Linked DNA regions of Ovis aries: region 2 is linked to region 1. A link is a contact called in public Hi-C data. All regions are on one chromosome and are shown on one strand. Each heading gives the region's core, a stretch centred on a gene start, on an enhancer-like site or on the middle of the called end of the contact. The rest is flanking DNA. Distances are from core to core; before and after follow the strand shown.

Region 1 (3,968 bases), core at 819-3,318:
CCTTCTAGGCAACTTCTAGTCAGAAAATGGTCCCAGGAATATATGCCCTAGAAACATTTTTTAAATAGCCTAAATTTGACTTTCAAATCATGCTCCTTCTCCACAATCTCCTTTTTTTTCAGAGTCTATCTGGTCCTGCCCCAAGTACTGCCAAACAAATACCCAGTGCTCCCAGGGACGCACCACACTCAGTGCTTTCCAGGATGATGCCTGCCATGCAAAAGAGAATATTAGAGCCAGAAAGGCTCTGACAGAGGAATTAATATCGCTGTTTCCAAAGATGAGGAAACCCTGGCTCTGAAAAATAAACTCCCTCAGGCCACAGTTGGCTGGTGCCAGAGTTATCCCCATCCCTCCAGGTCTTATCAGATTGTTCATTTTCTCCAGACAAGAACTGTGGGGCCAAAGTATCTGACTTCGTTATTACTTCTCTCGGAAAACAGATCTTTGTTGAAGGGGTTTTGGTTTGGAAAGTTCAGGAAAGACCAGTTGGAGCAGACACGATCTTGAACAGTAGGTACTTTCCATGCCCTCAAATCACATTCTGCCTGTAAACAGACTATGCTTAAAAAACGTAAGCACGGAGCATGGAGCTATGGGACCATTAGGCAACCACGAAGAATACAAGCACCGTGAAGGTAGGGACTCCCTTTTATTCACACCTAGTATGAATTCATTCCCAGTACTTAGAACAGAATTCTCACTGAATACTAGCTCAACAATAAATATTTGCGTGATGAACAAAATGAAGGAAGGGAGCATCCCTCTTCCATCTTCTCTAGAGTCCATCTCTACCCACTCTTTGCTTCCTCTTATACTTAAGTCTAGTTCCTTTAATCGAAACTCTGCTGTCAGGCAATACCTATCAGTCTACATTTTGCTGCTAAGTCACTTCAGTCGTGTCCAATTCTGTGCGACCCCATAGACGGCAGCCCACCAGGCTCACCTATCCCTGGGATTCTCCAGGCAAGAACACTGGAGTGGGTTGCCATTTCCTTCTCTAATGCATGAAAGTGAAAAGTGAAAGTAAAGTCACCCAGTCATGTCCGACTCTTAGTGATCCCATGGACTGCAGCCCACCAGGCTTCTCCGTCCATGGGACTTTCCAGGTGAGAGTACTAGAGTGGGCTGCCATTGCCTTCTCCAATTCTACATTTTAGCAGCCTTTAAACCACTGCTTAACTGTTTGGAAAAATGCTTTGGCCCCTTTGCAGGCTCAGTCTCAGTCAACAATGAAAGGCCTCTATGGCCAGACCATATCCATCTTCCTCCCCATGCACATGACCAAGGTGTGAAGTCTTTGGAAGAACAAAAAACTTATTCACAGGCCGTTAGCACCTTTCCCCAGCGACCTACAGATTCCCTCCTGAGGCTCTCCTTAGCTTTCACATCTTGTAAAATAATCTAAAACCCTATTCTCCTGCTGCCTCTATCTTCCTTTCTCAGCAACTTAGAAGCTGTGCTGCTTTTGCAGATTTAGGCTCAGCTGTCCTTTCATTAAAGAAGGCTAAGACGCTTGTCTCTTACTCTTCACTCATCGAAGCCCAAGCACCTCACCTCATTAAGCAGGAGCCCATTCTCACCCTTTCACACATTAGGGGGTGCTGTTGCTATAGCCAGACCCAAGGATGTTGGAGTCAGGGAGGAAAGGGAAGTGACCAAGCTCTCAGGGTTCTGGGAGACATTCCTATCTGGGCCTCTCTGCACAAACCCACTGCACAGTTTCTCAGAATCAAAGAGTGTTACACCTCCTCAAACTCTACAATTCCAAGGTGAAGCTTACACACGGTACAATTAAATGGGAGGACGGGAGATCTCCAAACTAAAGGTTTTACTTACTGTAAGACTCATTTAGGTATACAAGCTCATATCAGAGTATTTTTGATGATGGCTGGATGGGAATAATTAATTCTCACTCATTTCAGGAGAAGACAATTCTGTTTAGACAACCAAGCGGCAAACACTGTCAGGCAGCATCAGATGTATCAAAGGCAACCAGAACAACCGGGAAACACTTGAGTTTGTCCCTGCTTTTCACAATCATCTTTCCTGGTATGTGATGTCTAAGACTTTGGGAATGAAAGCTTCATACACAAACAAATGAATATCAGCCTCTCTCAACCCCCAGCCTGGCTATTGCACAAAGCTTGCAGGCTGCCAGAGAAGCTTCCCTGGCCTCGATTAACTCTTTGCTTGAATAACTGGTGGACCTGCATTGCAGGAAAAGCTCTCTCATGCAGCATAAGTCCTTTTCAAATTTTTGAACAAGTCACTGTACAAAGAAAGTATTCTTTTGTTGGTTTGTAAATTTTTTTAAGATAAGTTGAGGATAATGTGTGTGTGTGTGTGTTTTTTTTTTTTTTTCCAGTTCTCTGAATGAGGCTCTCACCTAACAGTATGAACATTAAACATTCCCACACAGGGAAGAATAGATCTGCACCAAGGGAAGTAACTCTGGTATTAATCCAAGAAGAAACAATCCCGCTCACCCTCCCCCCACCACCAGCTAGGTTTCACACCCTTTGTTGCAGTGATTTGGGTACTCCACACAAATGCTAATGAGCAACAACTCACTAATGCTAATGATTAGAACTCTCTTTGGCTCCAAAAGCAATCCAACCAAGCTAGAAACTTGAAGAATCCCAACGTGGTTCAAGAGGGACTCAGTCAGTCAGAGGTGCCATTTTAGAGCAAATCTTACAGAGAACAGTTTCCTTTTACTCTGAACCCCAGCCCTACAGAGGACACTATCCCAATTACAGGTACATCATATTTTCACATGAAATGCAAGGAATTTCCAGTACCAGGTTTTCTGCAATAACTAGCTTGACATTGCCGCATAAAGCTCTAAAGACAAGGATAAATATACCATACTTAATAGAGTGATGAGGAAACTTCTAAGAAAGTTCTCTTAATTTCCACCCTCACATACCCAAAAGGTATTCTCCTATTACTTCCAAAAGCTGACTACTGCAGAGAGCAAGCCAGAATGAGGAGGCTGGGAGATGTGATGTGGGGCAGAATACGTTTGAAAAAGGCACACTCTGAAAAAGTGACTGAATAGCTCCCTGGAGGGACTCTGCTTAATCTCACTGGAAATCACTTAGGTTAACACAATCATAAGGAAAAGACAGAAAGGGTGGGTAATACCAATATACTCATGATTCAAGGTCCTGATAAACAATGGGTGTTTCTGGCCCTACCCTGAAGTTTCAGTCTTTAAAATGAAAAACCCAAAGACAGAGTCTTGAACCTGTAGTTAACTAAAAACTTTTATATGTAAAATGCTAACTAGTTTGAAAAGGTATAGCAGAAAGCAAGTTTTAACTTTATCTGCTACATTTTCAATTTGTTTCACAGTCATTCCTGTGATTTCCTAATCCAAACAGTGAAAATAAAGTCTTGCTTTCTCGGTAAATTCAGCAGAGATCACAACCACAGTTACTTACTCGGTTTACCTGAAAAGATTTAACTATCCTTGCCCCCACCTCAGAGGACTGTCATTCTTAACTGGCTTAGTGTGGGTCCTGAGCCAAGGATCTTTTCAAACTCCTCAGGTGTATGGCCAGGTTGAGTACCACTGAACTGGGGTATCCAGGCCCACCTACCTAAATGTAATTCACTGCTTTCTTTGAACTTTCCCATATCTGATTTTTTTATTCTTCAAAATGAACTTAGCCGAGAGCTCTCTCACCTGAATAGAGTAAAAATAAGACTATAATCAGGCAGTGCAGTGGTAAAAAAAAAAAAAAAAAAAAAAAATCCTCCTGCCAATGCAGGAGATGCAGGAGACATGGGTTCAGTCCCTGGGTTGGAAAGATCCCCTGGAAGAGGAAATGGCAACCCACTCCAGTATTCTTGCCTGGGAAATCCCATGGACAGAGGAGCCTGGCAGGCTATAGTCTGTGGGGTTGCAAAGAATCAGATATGACTGAGTATGCAGGAACAGGCAATCATAAAGAACTTTG
Region 2 (3,968 bases), core at 531-3,030, 210 kb before region 1:
ACGTGTGGAATCAGAACAAATTTTGGAAAATGAGGGAAGTGCAAACACCAAACTGAATTTTTAAGCTAAATGAAAGATCAAGTAGACTGGAAACATACCCCATGTAGAGAACTTCAATCCTCATCTCCCTCAGGGAGAAGCAATAGTTTCCTGCAAGCTGCAATCCCTTTTTCTTTTCTGTTTGTGAACTACAAGCCAGCCCCATCTGGAATTTAGTTTGGTACAAATAAGTTTGTCTGTCCATTTGTTTACCTTGAAGTCTTTTCTTTTCCTCTCCTCTGAGAATTCTAAGGATAACATTCATAGTCACTCTTTTTTTTTTTTAAACCAGAGAACTCGTTTGTATATTAAAAGCTGAACCATGTGAAATTACCTACGTTTAACTACCTTTTACCTACAAAAAGATAAATTTCATATGGTTCCACTTCATTTGTTGTAAATTGGATGGATGTGGTCTTGGGAGAACTGGGAAGTAAGGAAGTGGATGGGTAAGAAGAAGGGCTGTTTCCCAGTGAATTTTTACTTCATTTCTTCAAAGTTGTATCACAAAGCCAAACACTTGCTGAGGAATTGGAACCACTTCACAGGGAAGGAATTAAATTCTTTCAGTATTGATGAAAAGACAATGTGTTGCTAACAGCAGCAGACCTATGACCCAACTGTATGAGAAGGTGACAAGGAAGTAAACCACTAGCCAAGCAAAGGAAACAATGGCTTTCTGCCCCCTGCGCTGGGATGAAAGTTGCATATGCAGCAGCTGAACAAGTTATCTTGAGAAACACGACCAGGCAGTTTCCTACCATGTAAAAGCACTAGATTTTCAGTCCCCTCCCCTATAATCCATGCCCCTTCAATGAACCTTGTTCAGGCATGTTTATTAAACAATGGACAAATGCCTGAATTATGAACCTACAGGTCAAGCAGCAAGCAGCTCACTCCATTAATTAGGCATTTCAATCTCTTCTTCCCCAACTTCCTTGCTTTCTCTCTTTCTGCTTTGGAATTTTCATTAAGTATGACATTTGACTTATTCTGAGAGCAAACACTGTATTTTCTGGCTTTCTTAATTTGAAAGCCAGATGATCTCTTTACTGGCCCCAGGGAAGAGGGAAAACAACTTTTTGTCAACAATTGCACTTGGCTTTTCATTTCCTAGTTTTCAAACTCACAATTCCATTATTATCTGTTGTGCGTGTGCCCTGGAGATGGTGTGAGCAGCCTATAAAACAGGCTTCCAGTGAATCACTGCCTCTGAGGACCATCCCTCACTGTCTCTGTCTCCACCCCTGGGCCCCTCCCACTGCCCACCAAAGCTAAACTGTCATCTATGTTTTATTGAAAATAGTATTTTTAAATGTGTGATAAAGAAAGCAGTAGGTCAATCTTACAGAAAGTAAATACAGAACACGGAAACTTTTTTTCATATTGCAATTCCAACATTCTACAGGAATTTATATTTAGGCAAATATGGGTGTTTGAGAATGCTTTTGGACTCAACATTAATCATTCTGAGAGAGGAAGAGTCCAACCAGTTTAAACTAGATTTTTCTCTCTTTGTAACCCATGTGGCATTCCAAACATTTCTAAGCATTAGAGTTACATCATTTTCTCTCTTTTTTTCATTTAATACAAACAAGCCATTATATTCCATTTCACAACCTTTAAATTCCCAGTATCAAATTACCCAGCTGTTGTTTCAATCTCTCTCAGTTGCTAAGAGATGGGGATGGTGGCAGACCAGACCAATTTTCTTCAACACAGAATTGTAAGTTGACATAAGAGGGAACTAAATGCAGCCAAAGCACAAACAGCCCAACAGTTGGCAGCCAGGCTGTGTGTCTTTTCACAGCTGCAGGAGACAGTTGGTGCAGAGAACTTCATTGCCATCTCCCTGCCAACATCACTGCCATGTTTTCATGAGTTCTGCACAATGCCTCTCAGCAAAGAGAGGTATTTTCATTCGCATTACAGAGATCAGTCTCTTGTTACATTGGTGCTCTTAGAATTAAGTACCATGATCTTTTCAGGGTCAAGCCCTTTAATAATAATGATAACAATAACAACAATACAGAAAAGCTATAGGAACATTTATAGTCTCCCACTATTCTGCATAAGGCACTTATTCCCCCAGCTGCCAGGAGTGTTGGCTGCTTACTGCTCCCATCTGAGACCTTCTCTGGGGCTTGCCCTCAGCTGCCCCACCCAAGGTCACATCCTTCCCTGGGAGCACTCCATGTCCAATGCCTGCTCAGTGGGAGGAGGTAGAAAGCCTGGCAAAGGAGTGGGCCCAACTCTATGGAGTTCCCCATAGGAATGACTAATGCCTCTACCGCAGCACAGTGGTTCAACTCCTCCCTCTGCTAGGATGATGTTGCTCGCGTCTCTCAGATGGTTCATTCCAATAAGCCTCCAACATACAAATCTCAGAGCCTCAGAATGTGCTTCCTTAAGAAAGCAACCTACAAGGACAATTATCAATACATTCTCAAACCTCTGATTTCTTTGAAAGAACAAGCCACTTAGCTTCTACATATTGAAGTCTCAAAGAAATCCCAAAAGGACTGTTTTTCTTGGTTTATTCACAATAATCGTGCCAACACAAAAGTCAATAGCTCAGAATGCATGATACACGTGCTTACATAGTGGCACAAGGCAGTGTTTTTAATCTTGTCCAAACTCCAGTCAAGGGGCAACATCAATAGAATAATGGTAAAGAGGTAGATGAAACAGATAAGAAACTATAAAGACAGTTTATATTCTGGATGGGGGTGCAGGTTTCAGTTAAAGTTAACTGTGCAATGAAGATGTTAGCTGCAGCCCTGGTTCAGTTTGGTTCAGTCGCTCAGTTGTGTCCGACTCTGACCCCATGAATCGCAGCATGCCAGGCCTCCCTGTCCATCACCAACTCCCGGAGTTCACTCAGACTCACGTCCATCGAGTCAGTGATGCCATCCAGCCATCTCATCCTCTGTCATCCCCTTCTCCTCCTGCCCCCAACCCCTCCCACCATCAGAGTCTTTTCCAGTGAGTCAACTCTTCGCAGCCCTGGTAGGGAGAACACAATTCTATCTACTCCAACAGGGAGAAAGAATGTTGAAAGAATTTACAATAAAACTTGAATAAAGGTAGACTATACCTTAGGAAAAAGTGAGGTACTGGGTTGTGAAACTAAATCCCAGCTGATGGTCATAGACTTGGATTGCACCCCTGGCAGTGAAGATTTAAACATTTAAACTATGTATGAGAGGGTTCATAATATATGGGTTCCAAAAACAGCCCCAAGGTTTGCATTCTGGAACACAACGTGTTACTTCTCTATACCTGCCTGTAACTGGATTAAAGGACTGCTCATGGATCAAATAACTTCTGCTTCCTTCATTTGTGTGACTAGGAGATATGAAATGTAGAAATAAGTAGAGAGATGATAACATAAGGCATGGTACTTTGTGCTAGATTTAGTACTAAGTTTTGTAATTATAGAGATAATGTGTATTTATTATTTAAAGTTTTAAAATCTTTTAAGGAGTCTGAAATATAATATTGCTTTGAAGTTTTAATTTGAAATGTTTCACACTGTGATTTTATAAAATTCTGATTAATTTTTTAATATAAAACAATCTAGTTTATTATGGTTATGAGTTTGGCTTATTATATTTTTTAACTTGTCTAAGTGCATAGAAAGATTGGTTTAGTTAGGCTTCTAAGTCTATGGTATTATTCATCTAAGGTGTTTGAAATTATTAGATAGGTTAAAATGCTTTAGGAAACTTAACCAAATTTGTGAATGATGTTAATTTGTTAAACTTGAGATAACTGAACATTAACCAAAAAAGTTATCTTATTTTTGCACTATATTTACTAGGTATATTAATAAAGAGATAGATAAGATAAAATTAAGGCATAAGAAAAAAAATTCAACCTTTAAAATTTTCAACTTTAATAATGCAATCTCTATTGGGGCTGGTGCA

What was found. A called contact is a pair of places that touch in the nucleus more often than the background predicts.
Region 2: a contact with region 1 is called in a Hi-C map of skin fibroblasts, with 3 times the contacts expected there. The contact joins two enhancer-like sites. A contact is called at or near these places in 4 of 16 Hi-C or Micro-C datasets (hypothalamus, skin fibroblasts and tail adipose tissue).

What each region holds. Positions count from the first base shown.
Region 1 is chr18:40,413,006-40,416,973 of ARS-UI_Ramb_v3.0, reverse strand. No RefSeq gene overlaps it. Among named protein-coding and RNA genes, the nearest start is that of AKAP6, 61 kb to the left of the region's middle. Within about 2 kb of position 2,068, at least 4 of the 54 cell types and tissues checked have an H3K27ac peak or open chromatin away from gene starts, as enhancers often do.
Region 2 is chr18:40,622,958-40,626,925 of ARS-UI_Ramb_v3.0, reverse strand. The region is part of intron 2 of AKAP6 (A-kinase anchoring protein 6); the gene reads right to left. Among named protein-coding and RNA genes, the nearest start is that of TRNAC-GCA, 120 kb to the right of the region's middle. Within about 2 kb of position 1,780, at least 15 of the 54 cell types and tissues checked have an H3K27ac peak or open chromatin away from gene starts, as enhancers often do.